Linked DNA regions of Mus musculus: regions 1, 3 and 4 are each linked to region 2. A link is a contact called in public Hi-C and HiChIP or PLAC-seq data. All regions are on one chromosome and are shown on one strand. The core of a region is the stretch at or near the end of the contact, and the rest is flanking DNA. Distances in the headings are between cores, read along the strand shown.

Evidence for each region. A called contact is a pair of places that touch in the nucleus more often than the background predicts. HiChIP or PLAC-seq counts read pairs in DNA pulled down with a chosen protein or histone mark.
Region 1: a contact with region 2 is called in a Hi-C map of bone marrow-derived macrophages, with 20 read pairs. The contact joins two enhancer-like sites. A contact is called at or near these places in 1 of 15 datasets of contacts at CTCF or cohesin (the NIH/3T3 cell line), 13 of 484 Hi-C or Micro-C datasets (DN3 thymocytes, the G1E-ER4 cell line, bone marrow-derived macrophages and 7 more) and 20 of 115 datasets of contacts at active chromatin or transcription factors (the HPC-7 cell line, SST interneurons, VIP interneurons and 16 more).
Region 3: a Hi-C map of bone marrow-derived macrophages shows a contact between it and region 2, with 38 read pairs. The contact joins two enhancer-like sites. A contact is called at or near these places in 1 of 15 datasets of contacts at CTCF or cohesin (the NIH/3T3 cell line), 22 of 484 Hi-C or Micro-C datasets (DN3 thymocytes, LSK cells, alveolar type 2 cells and 15 more) and 23 of 115 datasets of contacts at active chromatin or transcription factors (the HPC-7 cell line, SST interneurons, VIP interneurons and 17 more).
Region 4: a contact with region 2 is called in an H3K27ac HiChIP or PLAC-seq map of heart atrium, with 9 read pairs. The contact joins two enhancer-like sites. A contact is called at or near these places in 1 of 15 datasets of contacts at CTCF or cohesin (the NIH/3T3 cell line), 16 of 484 Hi-C or Micro-C datasets (CD4 T cells, the G1E-ER4 cell line, bone marrow-derived macrophages and 6 more) and 16 of 115 datasets of contacts at active chromatin or transcription factors (the HPC-7 cell line, SST interneurons, Th17 cells and 12 more).

Annotation. Positions count from the first base shown.
Region 1 is chr8:126,899,331-126,902,860 of GRCm38.p6, reverse strand. The region is part of intron 1 of Gm31718 (a long non-coding RNA gene); the gene reads left to right. Among named protein-coding and RNA genes, the nearest start is that of Gm31718, 7.3 kb to the left of the region's middle. Within about 2 kb of position 1,805, at least 47 of the 459 cell types and tissues checked have an H3K27ac peak or open chromatin away from gene starts, as enhancers often do. A contact at or near this core is called in bone marrow-derived macrophages and intestinal villus epithelium, where this site is marked.
Region 2 is chr8:126,515,348-126,518,807 of GRCm38.p6, reverse strand. No RefSeq gene overlaps it. Among named protein-coding and RNA genes, the nearest start is that of Gm51605, 16 kb to the right of the region's middle. Within about 2 kb of position 1,442, at least 223 of the 459 cell types and tissues checked have an H3K27ac peak or open chromatin away from gene starts, as enhancers often do. A contact at or near this core is called in SST interneurons, VIP interneurons, alveolar type 2 cells and 10 more, where this site is marked.
Region 3 is chr8:126,919,659-126,922,815 of GRCm38.p6, reverse strand. No RefSeq gene overlaps it. Among named protein-coding and RNA genes, the nearest start is that of Gm31718, 13 kb to the right of the region's middle. Within about 2 kb of position 1,830, at least 202 of the 459 cell types and tissues checked have an H3K27ac peak or open chromatin away from gene starts, as enhancers often do. A contact at or near this core is called in VIP interneurons, alveolar type 2 cells, bone marrow-derived macrophages and 7 more, where this site is marked.
Region 4 is chr8:126,883,502-126,886,649 of GRCm38.p6, reverse strand. The region is part of intron 1 of Gm31718 (a long non-coding RNA gene); the gene reads left to right. Among named protein-coding and RNA genes, the nearest start is that of Gm31718, 23 kb to the left of the region's middle. Within about 2 kb of position 1,824, at least 153 of the 459 cell types and tissues checked have an H3K27ac peak or open chromatin away from gene starts, as enhancers often do. A contact at or near this core is called in SST interneurons, bone marrow-derived macrophages, embryonic basal ganglia and 4 more, where this site is marked.

The sequences.
Region 1 (3,530 bases), core at 556-3,055, 380 kb before region 2:
CTGGCTGACTCGGTGAGACCCTGTGTCGAAATTTGAATTTTAGAAAATCTAGAAAGATGTAGCTCAGTAATAGAATGCTTGCCTGTCCTATGCAAGACCCTGTATTCAATCTCCAATACTGAAAAATCAAAACTAAATAAGCAAATAAAAAAATACAAGTATGCTTCTTACAAACTAATGCTAGCATCATAATAGTTTGCATTAAAATGACTTAGTGAAAGGTTTATTTTAAAAAATTATCTTTATTAAAGTGTGTGTATGTGTGTGTGTGTGTGTGTGTGTGTGTGTGTGTGTGTGTGCGCATGTGAGTGCAGGTGCCTTGGAGAAATGTTGGATTCTTTGGAGCCGGAGTTATAGGTGTCTGTGAGCGTCCTGATGTGATTGCTAGGAATCTAATGCTGGTTGGTTCTCTTCAAGTCGCTCAGCCACATCTCCAGTCTTGAGAGCAGTGGTTCTCGACCTGTGGGTTGTGACTCCCCGAGGGGTGTCAAATGACCCTTTAAACAGGGGTCACAAATAAGATATCAGATATTTACATTACGGTTCATAACAGCAGCAGAATTACAGTTATGAAGTAGCAATGAAATAATTTCATGGTTGGGGGTCACCACAACATGAGGAACTGCATTAAAGGGTCGCAGCTTTAGGAAGATTAAGGACCACTACCTCAGAGGAAGATTTCGTCTGGCCAGTTGTAGCAAGCCCAGGACTTTTTTCTTTTTACTCTGTTGTGTGTATTTATTCTATTGTGTGAGCTAGACAGACATTGTACTCAGAGCTACTTCATTCTCTGTCTCTCTTCCTCTTACCCTCACATCTCCTCTTCCCTTCTTCCAACTAATTCTGTGTATGTTCATCGTACTGTGGTTAGACCCAGAGGTTCCCTTTAAAGCCCAGAGAAGAAGTAGAACATTGGCATAAAGTGACCTTAAGTGTAGGACTCTGCCAGAGCCTGTCTCACAAGGTGCCCCACCTGGGTAAACACCATTTGCATATCACTGTGTGGACTACAGCCCTTTCTTTATGGGGACAAGACAGGGCTCTGTTACTCAAACAGGTGGACAAACATCTAGGGAACTCTCAGACCTTGGGCAGCCTGGGAACAGAGGCCATGACCTCAGACCTGAGGCAGGGCTGTGTAGCCTCACCTGCCTGTCTCTGCTGTTGCTGTACACTCTTTGCAGCCCCAATTCCCTTCCCTTCACAGATGACCCCACTTCCAGAAGGCAACCAGATTGGAACTCAGGCTCCTTCTCTTGTCTCACAGATAAAGAAATTTAAGATGGATTCAAAAGAAAACTTGAAAAAATTGTTAGAATTATAGATAGAGGGGCTGGAGAGATGGCTCAGCACTGACTGCTCTTCCAGAGGTCCTGAGTTCAAATCCCAGCAACCACATGATGGCTCACAACCATCCATAATGAGATCGGATGCCCTCTTTTGGTGTGTCTGAAGACAGCTACAGTGTACTTACATATAATAATAAATAAATCTTTTAAAAAAAAGAATTATAGATAGAAAGCCAGCAGGGTCAGTCAGCTGCCACAAGAAGAGGAAAAAGAGGAAATTGTGCTTTTTTTTTGAGTTTGAGGTCAGGAAAGTGGGCAGGTTAAGCAATGGAAATCTTCAAGCAGCTGCTGTGAGGCATCCGTAGGGGGGAGTGTGGGGAGGGAGGGGAGAGAGGGAGGGGAGAGGGAAGGAGGGAGGGAAGGAGGGAAAGAGGGAGGGAGGGAGGGACTTGAAGAGATTGAGATGCCAGGCATAGCCATGTTAAGAAAGAAAAAGTCACTTTCTAAATTAGAACTCAGAAATTGAGCAGGCTTGTCAGTGAGTCTCCACAGCACCTGTAGAAAGAAAGGCAGGGCCTCTGAGAGCTGGCAGGCCTCCCTCAGGTGTGTTGTGTTTCACTGCACTTCCTGGTTATAGAGCCTCTTGAAGTTATAAAACATAATCTTGTCCTTGATTCAAGATGGCTTTGCCTTGCCTGGCAAGGAAGGTTCCTGTGGTTCTCATCATAGGATGTTGTTGGCCACCGACCAGGCCATTTGTGGAGGGGGCTACTGGCCATCAGAGGACAACTTTTGGGAGTTGGTCTCCTCCTTCTACTAGGTGGGTCCTGAGGATGGGCCTCAGGTTGCCAGCTCTGCAGCAAGTGTCTTGTTGGGCTAAGCCATCTCCTCATGTCCTATCTCCTCCCCACCAGAGATCTTTCCATCTTAACCAGAGGAAGATGACATGACTACATACTCTGCCCCAAAAGGCACTCACGGAGCACTTGGCTGCAGTGTTGTGTGTGGGTTTTGTGTTTCGTTTTGCATTGAGAAAAGGTGGCTGAGAAAAGGTGGCTTTAATAGTGGTTGGAGGGTTCTTCAGACACGAATGCCAGGCCTCAGGCAGGGCTCCACACTGCAGCCATTGCTGCTGCTGCTGGGGTTCCCATGAGGGGAAGGTGAGAGGCTCTCACAGTATCAGATGAGTGCAGTGTAGGTGAACAGGGTCATCAGATTGTCCCAGATGCCTCTAGGCAGCTGAGTCACTGTGGGTAATGGATTACCCAGGGGAGCAGGAGGATCAGAGGGGGTAGGGGAGGCAGTCTGTAACTCAGAGTCCTTCATCTGGAAGCAGTGGGACCAGGAGATGCCACCAGATTGGTTTCTGCAAGAAGGACAGGCAGGTACTCATGGCTTATACAGATCAATGTGATTTCCTCTGAAGCAGTTAATTAACCCCAGGCACCTTGCAGGAGCTTGCAGTATCAGAACGATAAAGCTGGCCACATGGAGGGAGGTTAGTGTTTTTTTTTTTTTTTTCCTCGATCGCTGACGTAATTGGCGCACTTTTCAGAGCGTGTTCAGTTCCAACTAATACCATTAAAAAAAAAAAAACCAACCAAGTCATAAACTCAGTCATTGGTAAGAGAATTGTAACTGCAGGCACAGTTGGTCAGAGGGCATGCAATGCTGTTACAGGCATTGTTAAAATTGAGGTCTGGGTCCTGGTAGTTCTCCAAATCACTACAACAGTTAGAAAGACAATCATAGTAAAAAGCTGAGAAAGGAGATTTATCCAGTGGGGTCTCTTTGAGAAGAGGAACAAAGAGATCCAGGGAACCTGGGTCCATCTGCAGGGTCCAGATGAGGTTCAGGTTTACATAGAGGGCAAGAGTTATTCACAGGTAAGTAGGCCTGGTCAAGATGTGGTCCTGCCTGTCACAGACCCATCACAGACTGACCTGTCCTGTGAGGTGGTCTTATGAGGACTGGATAAAATCTGTTTCTGGAACATAAGTTCACCTTGTGCCTAGAACTGGGATCCAGCTTTTTCCTTCTTCTAGCATGAGATTCTTGGGGAATTTTCAACTCCTTGAGGAGCCATTTTAAAGAGTCTAATAGCCAAAAGGAGGGGTATGCGTGACTCTTTAGAATGGATTTCCTCCTGCCCAGGTGGCTATAATGACAGCCTGTTTGAGCAGAGAGTTAGCTGAAAGCCCATGGATTCCTTTTCAGACCGACTTAGTGGGTCTTGTCCTC
Region 2 (3,460 bases), core at 193-2,692:
AAAAACAAAACAAAACAAACAAACAAACAAAAACCCACATAAGTAAGCAAACAAATAAATAAAGGAAAGAAGAAAAGGAAATGGGTGGGTAGAGGAGAGGGGTGGAGGAGGGAAAACAGAGCAGAGTGGGAGGGGTGTGCTGTAAACCTGGGCATGATCAATACTGTGCCTTCAAGGACTGGTATCCGGTCAGCTCTGGTCCTTCCCTTGTATTTTTAGCCTGGCTCTTTTGTCTCCATTACTGTTCGCCCCTCCCTCTCTTGCTGATTTAATTACCTGCCTCTAAAGGCCAGGGAACCAATTATATATCAGCTTCTGGCCTTTAAAGACAGCACAGGTTCCTCTGTCCTGGGATAACCTAGTAAGCTTTAAAAGCTAGTCTTTGTTTGTTTGTTTGTTTCTTGGCTTTCTGTCCCTTTACACCCTGCGGAAGACAACGCATCAACATCTGACCCGAGTCTGGGGGGAATGTTTCCAATTAACAATTCTCCTTTATTGATTGTAAACAAACAAACAAACCCGGAAATCGGCAGTCTCTAAGAAAAATGTTTTAGAATAGTGATCTTTTAGCGCAGGTTTCAGAGGCCTCAGCCCATTTAGTCAATAATGAAAAGGATCATTATCTTTGCATTCACAACTAATGTCCTCTGCTTTCTCCTGTCATTATTTGGCTCAGCTGGGAACAGTCTCCTTCTTATTCCCTAATAGGCTAAACAGTATTGAGAGCTGATATTTGTGAAATAGTGATGCCTTTTGTGGGTGACAGGCTTGCCTCTGGTCTGTGTTGAGGTAGAATTTAGGCTGACATGAGATTCCTTTCTTTTCCTTTGTAAACGTTATATATATATAGGCTGGAGAGATGGCTCAGCGGTTTAGAGCACTGACTGCTCATCCTTCCAGAGGTCCTGAGTTCAATTCCCAGCAACCACATGGTGTCTCACAAACATCTGTAATGGGATTTGATACCCTCTTCTGGTGTGTCTGAAGAGAGTGATGGTGTACTCACATACATAAAATAAATAATTCTTTTTTAAAAAATGTATATGTGTATAGAAGTTTTGTTTGCATGTATGTCTGTGTGCCGTATTCATGCCTGGTGCCCACAGAGGTCAGAAGAGGGGCGCAATACTCTGAGACTGGAATATGGATGATTGCAAACTACCATGTGGGTGCTGGGACTCGAACTCTGATCCTCCAGAAGTGTAGCCCGTCCTTGTAACCCGTGGACCCATCTCTCCAGCCTTGTACCCCCTTTAAAATACAATACACATCAGGATCTAAAGAAGAAAACATATGTTTATCCTTTTACTCTGGTCTCCAAAAGAAGCTTGCTGTTGACTGCGGCTGCGTGTTCTGCTGGCACTATCTAAGCAAGCTAACCTAGATAGGAACTGGAGTTACATCAGCCGTCAGGCAGGGAGTCTGGCAGCACGCCAGTCTGTGAAAACCAAACGCATTTGCGTCACCGTTCCCTTGGTGATGTTTCTGGGAGCCTTGTCAGCTCTCCCATGAGGCTGCTTCCTTAATGTCAACAGACGTTCCTAAATCTTTAGTGCTGAATAGCTCTTTTCCATTTCTAGAAGCACTTCGATGACCAAACAGCTAACGGGTGGCATGGCTGCCATCTTTAAAGCTCATTTCTTTCATGAATTAGGTGTTTGTAGCAGTGCGGGTGGGCGCTCTGGGAAGGCTTAGATTCCCGCTGCTCTGTGATGTGGGATCTATTTTGGAGGAATCGGGTCAGCAGCTTCAGTCCAGAGCTGCATTCCTGCGTTCATCTTCCTCCGGAAAATCCCTTATCCCACTCCCAGCTCTCCCAAAACCAATTACATCGTCACAGTGTCAAGTGTTGGGAGAAGCGGTTGCTCCAAAGACCCCCAGAATCAGCCCCAACTAAGAGCGGCTTTCTGATCTCCCTCAGCACATCTGTCCGCTGTTCATCGTGAGCCATAAATAAGAAAGGACGTCAGCCTCCCCTCCCGTGAGATTTCTTGTTTTCGGTGTGATGTCTTTTTATTGATCTCTGCTGCTAGTCAGGCGTGTTTTCTTTGGAGAAGCAATGGAGGGAACCACGCCCCCTAATCCCTACCTCATGGGGCACTAAAAGAGCCCTGTTCTCAAGCTAGCTGAGTCCTTTGCCCTACAGGAACCTCCAGGTCATTAGACAGTCGCTACCCAATTAATCACAGTCTTTAGACGTCTTAATGTGGAGAGCAGGTCTTTCTTTTGTGGTGATTAGGGGAGGGTTTTTTGAAAGCTTTATTATTATTATTAAAATTTTTATGTTTGGGGGCATTTTGCCTGCGAGCATGTCTGTATTCAGTGTGCTTGTTCAGTGCCCTTGCAGGTCAGAAGAGAGCATTGAGTCACTAGAAGTGGAGTTACAGATGTTAGTGAGCTATCATGTGGGTGCTGGGAGCTAAACCTGGGTCCTATGTAAGAGCAGCCAGTGCTTTTAAGGTCTCCACGCTCCCTGCCTTTCTTTCTCTTTTTCCTTCTCTCTCTCTCTCTCTCTCTCTCTCTCTCTCTCTCTCTCTCTCTCTTTCTTCCTTTCTTCCATTCTTTCTCTTTTTTCTTTCTCTTTTTCTTTTCTCTTTTTCTTCCTTTCTCTTCTTCTCTTTCTTTCTCTTCCTTTCTCTCTTTCTCTATCCCTTTCTCTTTCTTTCTTTCTTTCTTTCTTTCTTTCTTTCATTTTCTTTCTTCCTTTTTCTCTCTCTCTTTCTCTCTCTTTCTTTCTCTTTTCTCTCTTTCTCTTTTGCTTTTTCTCTTTCTTTCTTCCTCTACCTTTCTTTCTTCCTTTCTCCCTCTCTTTCTTTCTTTCTTTTTTGTCTTTCTCGCTTTCATTTTCTTTCTTCCTTTCTCTCTCTTTTTCTTTCTCTTTCTCTTTTGCTTTTTCTCTCTTTCTCTCTTCCTCTACCTTTCTTTCTTCCTTCCTTTCTTTATTTCTTTCTTTTTCTGTCTTTCTTTCTTTTTCTTTCTTCCTTTCTCTTTCTTTCTTTCTTTCTTTCTCTCTTTCTCTCTTTCTCTTTTCTCTTTCTCTTTTGCTTTTTTCTCTCTTTTTCTCTTCCTCTACCTTTCTTTCTTCCTTTCTCCCTCCCTCTCTTTCTTCCTTTCTTCCTTTCTCCCTCTCTCTCTCTCTCTCTTTCTTTCTTTCTTTCTTTCTTTCTTTCTTTCTTTCTTTCTTTCTTTCACACAAGGTCTTATGCATCCTGGACTGACCTCAAACTCACCACCTAGGCCAAAAAGGAACCTTAAGCTCCTTATCCTCTGACCTCCAACTCCTGAATGCTCAGATTATGGGCCTGTGCCACCCACCATCATGAGGATTGAACCCAGAGCTTTGTGAATGCTTGGTCAGCACTCTGCCAACTGAGCTACCTCCCCAGCTCTGTGAACTTCTTTGAAACATCATGAGTTCTGTGAGTGACTAAGACAAGGGATTGCAGAAGGAGTCGCTGTC
Region 3 (3,157 bases), core at 581-3,080, 400 kb before region 2:
TTCATCCACTTTCTGTCCAGCCAACAGTGACCCAGGTCTTGAGTTACATGACTTGATGACAGTGACTCTGCAGGCCTGGCAGGAGTGTGTCTAAAGCATGGGACCGTAGGAACCCACTCCAAACGTGGTTATGCTACCCAATGTTCAAAAAAGGCAAATGTGAGGTGAACAGAGGTGTGTGGGAAAGGAAGTATCCTGGTGCCATTTCTGTTGCAGTGAGGAGAAAGGGTTTATTTAGTTTTCAGACCCCAAGTAACAGCCCATCATTGGTAAGAAATCAACGCCAGAACTTCACACAGCCAGTCATATATCACCCACAGTCAAGAATGGAGAGAAATAAATGTATATATTCTTGCTTTCTTGTTTGTTCCTGCTAGGTTTCTCTATTAGTATACAGTTTAGGAACCTCTGCCTAGGAATGGTGTCGCCCACAGTGGGCTGGGTCTTCCTGCATAGATTAAGACAATGTCCCACAAACAGGACAACCCGACGCACACAGTCCCCCACTGAGACTCCTTCCAGATGATTCTAGGTTGTTCCAAGTTGACAATCAAAGCTGGCCACCATAGGGAATGAGGCTTGAAGTCCTGCCCTACCGGGTCGCATATTTAGGCCTCAGAGCTGACTTTGGATCTCCTGGATCTTGCCCTGCTTCCTGTTTCCTCAGGCGAGGCCACCTCCTCAGAGATACAAGAGCGTCAGGACTTGAACCGTTAGGCATCCCCTCCCTCCTCATTCCTCTCTCAGTTACCTAAACATAGGACTGCTGAGTTCTAAGTCTTCTGTGGTGTGTGTGTATTGTGTGCAGGTGTGCTTGTGTACATGCATGTGTGTCCTTGTATATATGAAGGCCAGAGATCCATGTTGAGTGTCTTCTGTTCCTCTTCACCTTATTTTTCTAGAATATCACCAAGCCTGGAGCTCACTGTTCAGCTACACTGGCATCCCAGGAGCCCCTCTTGTCCTCTGCCTCCTTAGCACCAGGATGTTCACATAACACCATGCCATGCTCTCCCACCCCCACTTTCTCAAAATGGGTTCTGGGGACCTGAACTCGTGCTTGCGCAGCAAGGAATTCACCCACTGAGATATCATCTCATCCCATTCCTTTCAGTTTGAGACAGAGTTACCTGGTTCAGGCTGGCCTTGAACTTGTGACCAACATCTTCCTACCTATGGGACCAGAGAGATGGCTCAGCACTTGAAAGGGCTGGCTGCCTTTCCAGAGGACCTGAAACCATTTCCAGCACCTATACAACAGCTCACACTTGTCTGTTACTCCAGTTTCAGGGGATCTGATGCCTTCTCCCTATCATCATGAGCAGTAGGAGTACACGGTCATGGTGCACAGATATACATACTCAAAAAATACCCATGACATAAAAGTAAAGGAAGAGATTCCTCTTTGTACTCGGATCATAGGTGTGTTGTCTCATGCCCAGCTGAGACGGTGGCTTTTGTACTGATTCTTACAGAGATGTCTCCTTGTGTGCTGATGTTCCCAGCAAGCACTTGTGAGTTTGCTTGCCTGAATGCATGGAATTGATTAGACACTGTGCACATGCCCGGATGTATACATCTCTGATTATATTGCCAGGGATTGGCATTTACCGAACAGTTCAGAGCTCTAGGCTGGGGGTGCTTCTGAGTCCCTAGGTAAAGTCCCAACCCTTTTTTCTCTCCAGGTAGCTCAGGCTGGCACAGACATCCTGCACTGGCTCACTGGGCCACTTGATGGCAGTGTGAGAATTGAGAAAAGAGGCTCTTGTCTTGCAAATCTTAGCAGCTCTCTCCCAGTGGCCACTTCTACCTCTGCAGCCACCCAAGCCAAACAGAAAGCTCTCTGCTCAGTCTACCGCTGTGCCCTGCCCCTTGGCCAGATCCAGGCCTCCACTCACAAGCTCTCCGCTCTCCCCTTTCCTGCCCCAAGCTGACAGCAGTCCCTCCTGGTTTTACTTCAGATTTTTGTGTTTTAATTTTAATGTAATTTTTTTTTTTTTTTGAGACCCGATCTAACTCTGTAGACCAGGCTGACTTTGAACTCGCAGAGATCCGCCTGTCTCTGCCGCCCAAGTGCTGGGGCGATACACATGTGCCACCGCCTTCGGCTCTTTGTTTTTAAAGTGTTGTCATCTGTGTGTTTCAGAGTCCCTGGGAAGAGGAGCAGAAAATATTATAAGAGCTGGTGGCTTTAGAACAAAAGCAGAAGTGCCTGAAATCCTTCTGGCCAGGGAGGTTGTTTTCTGGAAGAAGGAAATGGCAGAGAGGGCAGAGGAAAGGCAGAGGTTGGGGGGCCAGATCATATGGGGGTCACTACAGGAGGGTGGGGGGGCAGGGTGTGGGGACCTGCTGCTCCATTGTTGGGGAATCTGACACTGGGTTGCATCTTAAAGGCTGTCAGTTCTTGCCTCCCAGCTCTGGTGACAAAACCCTGCTGGAAGGGTTAAGGGCATCAGCACAAGGGCTGGCCTCTGGTTTGTAAACTGGCCTACCAGCCTCCCTCCCTCCCTCCCTCCCTCCCTCCCTCCCTCCCTCCCTCCCTCCCTCCCTCCCTCCCTCCCTCCCTCCCTCCCTCCCTCCTTCCCTCCTTCCCTTCCTACCTGCCTGCTTGCCTGCCTTTTGTTTCTTTTCTGAGACAGGGTTGGTTTCATGTAGCCCAGGCTATCACTAAACTCCTGATCTCTCTTCTTCCACCTTCTGAATGCAGGGATGATAGGTACCTACCATCACACTTGACTAGTTTCTTCCTCCCATAGGCAGATGGGATGGCCAGGCATGCTAGGAGGCTGAGGCAAATGAATTGTAAAGGGTTAGCTTAGGCTACACAGTGAGTTCAAGGGCCAGCCTGGTTTTAAGAGTGAGGCCCGGTCTCAGCCATCACCTCCACCCTCACAAGAGAGATGCGTGTGAGAAGGCCGAGGGAATCCACAAGTTGCCCACATCTTTCTCCCAAGACTTAGGCTGACAGCACTGCCCTCCCACCTAAGGAGATCGCAAGGAGATAGGCTGTGGCTCCTAAGGAATTTGCTGTGGGAAAAAATATTTCTCCAAACGATGACCAGGAAATATTGTCCTGACCAAGGTTGCTGCATGTGCTATCTTGGAAGCATGAGCTGAGGACTGAGTGCTATGTGATCTTCAACAGGGCCCAGTTCTC
Region 4 (3,148 bases), core at 575-3,074, 370 kb before region 2:
TTTCCCTGCTTAAAAGGTTGGAGGAAGGCAAGGGGCCAAAGGGCCAGGGCAGTCCTATGGGGTGGAGAGGGTTTGAAGGGGGTGGCATTTTTGAGTATGGCTGAAGTAGATACCTGCCCCCGGCCCTTCTCTAACCCCCTTCTGTGTGGCCACTCGAGACCTTTTCTACCTTCATCTTCTTCCTGTGCTGGGAATGGAGCCCAGGTCTTTGGCTAGGCAAGGGCTCTGCCACTGTCTGGTATTGCCAGCCTTTCTTACTGAAACAAGGTCTCATTGGGCTGTCCTTGAATGTACTCTGTAGCCCAAGTATGCTTTGTGTTCATTTTCTTCCCGCCTCAGCCTCCAGAGTAGCTAGGATGGTAGGTCTGGGTCTCTAGACAGGGCTTACCTGTGGTTCCTCCCTGTGGGGTTCCTACCTTTTCTGGTAGCTCCATGACTCAGGCACTCAGTGGTCCATACTAGCGTTCTCTCTTGACCCAGACCCTGACTAGACTGGCCCTGACAAGCACTGAGGCAGAAATTGGCCCAACCCAACACTTGCTTCTGGTTCTGACACTCAAGCAGGTAGTCGTCAGCTTCTGTATAATGAATGATGTCCTCTTGGCTGCTGTCACAAAGAGACATAAGACAGCAGTTTGTTCTCTCGCGGTTCTGGAGGGCAGAAGTTTGACGGCACTTTCGTTTGGCTGTGTCCACGGAACTGCATTCCCTCCAAGGATCCAGGGAAGGACCCACTTTGATCCCTTCCAGCTGGGGGTGGGTGGGGTGGGGTGTTGTCTGCCATTGATTAGTTTGTGGCCTCAGCTCCTCAACCACCACTTCCCTTAGGCTCCTGTGTTTGAACGCTTGGTTGCCTACAGATGGCGCTGTTTGGGAGGTGTGGAAACTTCAGAAGGTAGAGCAGCTCAGCTGGAGGGAGTGGCTTGGTGAGAGTGGGAGTGGTGGTGGACTTTAAGTTTTAAGAGCTACCCTCTTCTGGTTTATGTATGAGGTGTCTTCGTCTGCCCATGCTCCCATGCTTGGTCAGCAGAGACCTTCTTGCTCGAAGCTCTGGAGGCTGGAAGGCTGAGGTCAACGTTTCTGTGAGGTTCCTTTCTCCAGAGGCTTTTCGCTGTGGTGCTTTCTGACTGCGCGTGGGATGTGACTATCCACCTCACGATTGTGCCGCCACAGTGGCAAGCCACCTTTGCCTCCTGCTCTCCTTCCCCTCTGTGGTGGATTGTATCCTCTCGACTGTGAGCCAGAATAAACCTTTCCTCACCGAAGCTGCTTTCAACAGGTATTCTGTTGCTTTCAACAGGTATTCTGTCACAGCAACTAAGGAAGTAATTGATACACTTGGCCTCTGTCTTTTTGTTTGTTTGTTTTGTTTTTGTTTTGTTTTGTTTTGTTTTTTTTTTGTTTTTGTTTTTCCGAGACAGGGTTTCTCTGTGTAGTCCTGGCTGTCCTGGAACTCACTCTGTAGACCAGGCTGGCCTCAAACACAGAAATTCGCCTGTCTCTGTCTCCCAAGTGCTGGGATTAAAGGCGTGTGTCACCACTGCCCGGCCTCTGTCTTTTAAGTACACAAGTCATTGTATATGGGGGCTTTTGCCCTTCTCAGTTGTGAGGCACCTGGGATAACTGTTCTATCTCACAGTCCTTATTCGTATTTGCAAAGACCCATTTCCTTAGAAAACAAAACCAACCAACCAACCAAACAAACAAACAAAACCCCCACCAGATTCCTCACATTTACAGGCCTCAGGGACCTTTGCCAGCCTACTGCAACCCTATTTAGACTCTGAGGTCCTGGCTGGCAAAGGGCCTAGTCTTCTCTGCTCTCATTAAAGGGCATCCTGGGGTAAGCTCTGCCACAGTCTGATGTGCAGGGACAGTCCCCACTTCCCTCTAGGGAGCATGGATTTCTCCACAGACACATTCCTCAGAAGAGCCTCCCCTCAAACTCTGACCCCCAAGTGGCTGGCACCTTCCATTCTACAAGGGAAGGGGAGGGTGCGTGGCGGCTCCAGACTCTACCCTGCTGCAAGGGATGTGGCATGCTCTGTCCAGTCTGTCACCTTTACTATGGGGATATTGGTGGTGATGATGCCCAGATTTGTAACCTGGGCTGTGCAAACACCAGGGAACACAGAGAGGGACCACCAGGAGGCTGTGATCAGCCACAACTCACCCCCTCACAAGCCTGCCCCCCCAACCCCCCAAGTTTCCAGGCTTGCGTTTGTGCTCCTTGAGCTATGCCGTTTGTTCTCCCTCGTGGCTGACCTCATTCTGTTTTCTTTGCCAGTGGTTGAATGACGCAGGCACTGCCATGTGACCATGAGATGCTAATGACAAGCAAGGCAGACACAGACATCCTTCTTGGGGCTTGCAGCTCATGAGGTGTGCTGAACCAGAACTCTCCTGCTCTGTGACTTAGCAGTCTGTGATTTGATAAGGAGGCCCTGCGTGTATGAGTGCCGCCGAGACGGACAAGCTGGCTTGGGAACAAAACACACTTATGTTTTAAAACTCGGTCCAGCTTTTTGGGGAGCGGGGGGGTGGGGGTGGTTAGAGGGAGGAACAGATTTGTTTGGGAGGCCCTGGAATGTTCAGATAATAAATCCCTTTATCTCTTCCTCCACCTTAGCAATGGAAATGAGCAGCCTGTCTCTGGGAGGCTAAAGGAAGGATTTTTTTTTTTTTTTTTTTAAAGCACCAGCCTTGGGCTAAATCCCTAAACCAGTGTACAGGGCTGGATATGGTAACCTTCATTCCCAGAGTTCCACGGGGGAAACTGCATCTTCTAGAAGAGGAGCTAAGAAGCGTCAAGGGTGTGCAAAATGGCAGTCATCAAAGGCTGAGCTCGCTCAAGGGTCTTACAGAGTGTCTGGGTTACTACTTTCTTTTTTTGAGGTGTTTCTATCACTCCAAGCCTTCCATCAATGACTGAACACAAATTTCAAGTCTTCTCCTAGTCTGTTACCTTTTGTATGTGTGGGTGCACATGCACGTGTGCAGGTAAGATGCATGGGTGCAGAGGATGACCTCAGGTGTTATATCACAGGCGCCAGTCGTCTTTTTGTTCTGAGGCAGGGTCTCTCACTGGCCTGGAAATCATCTAGCAGGTTAGGCTAGTGAGCTTCTCTGGGTCAGGCTGATCTCTACC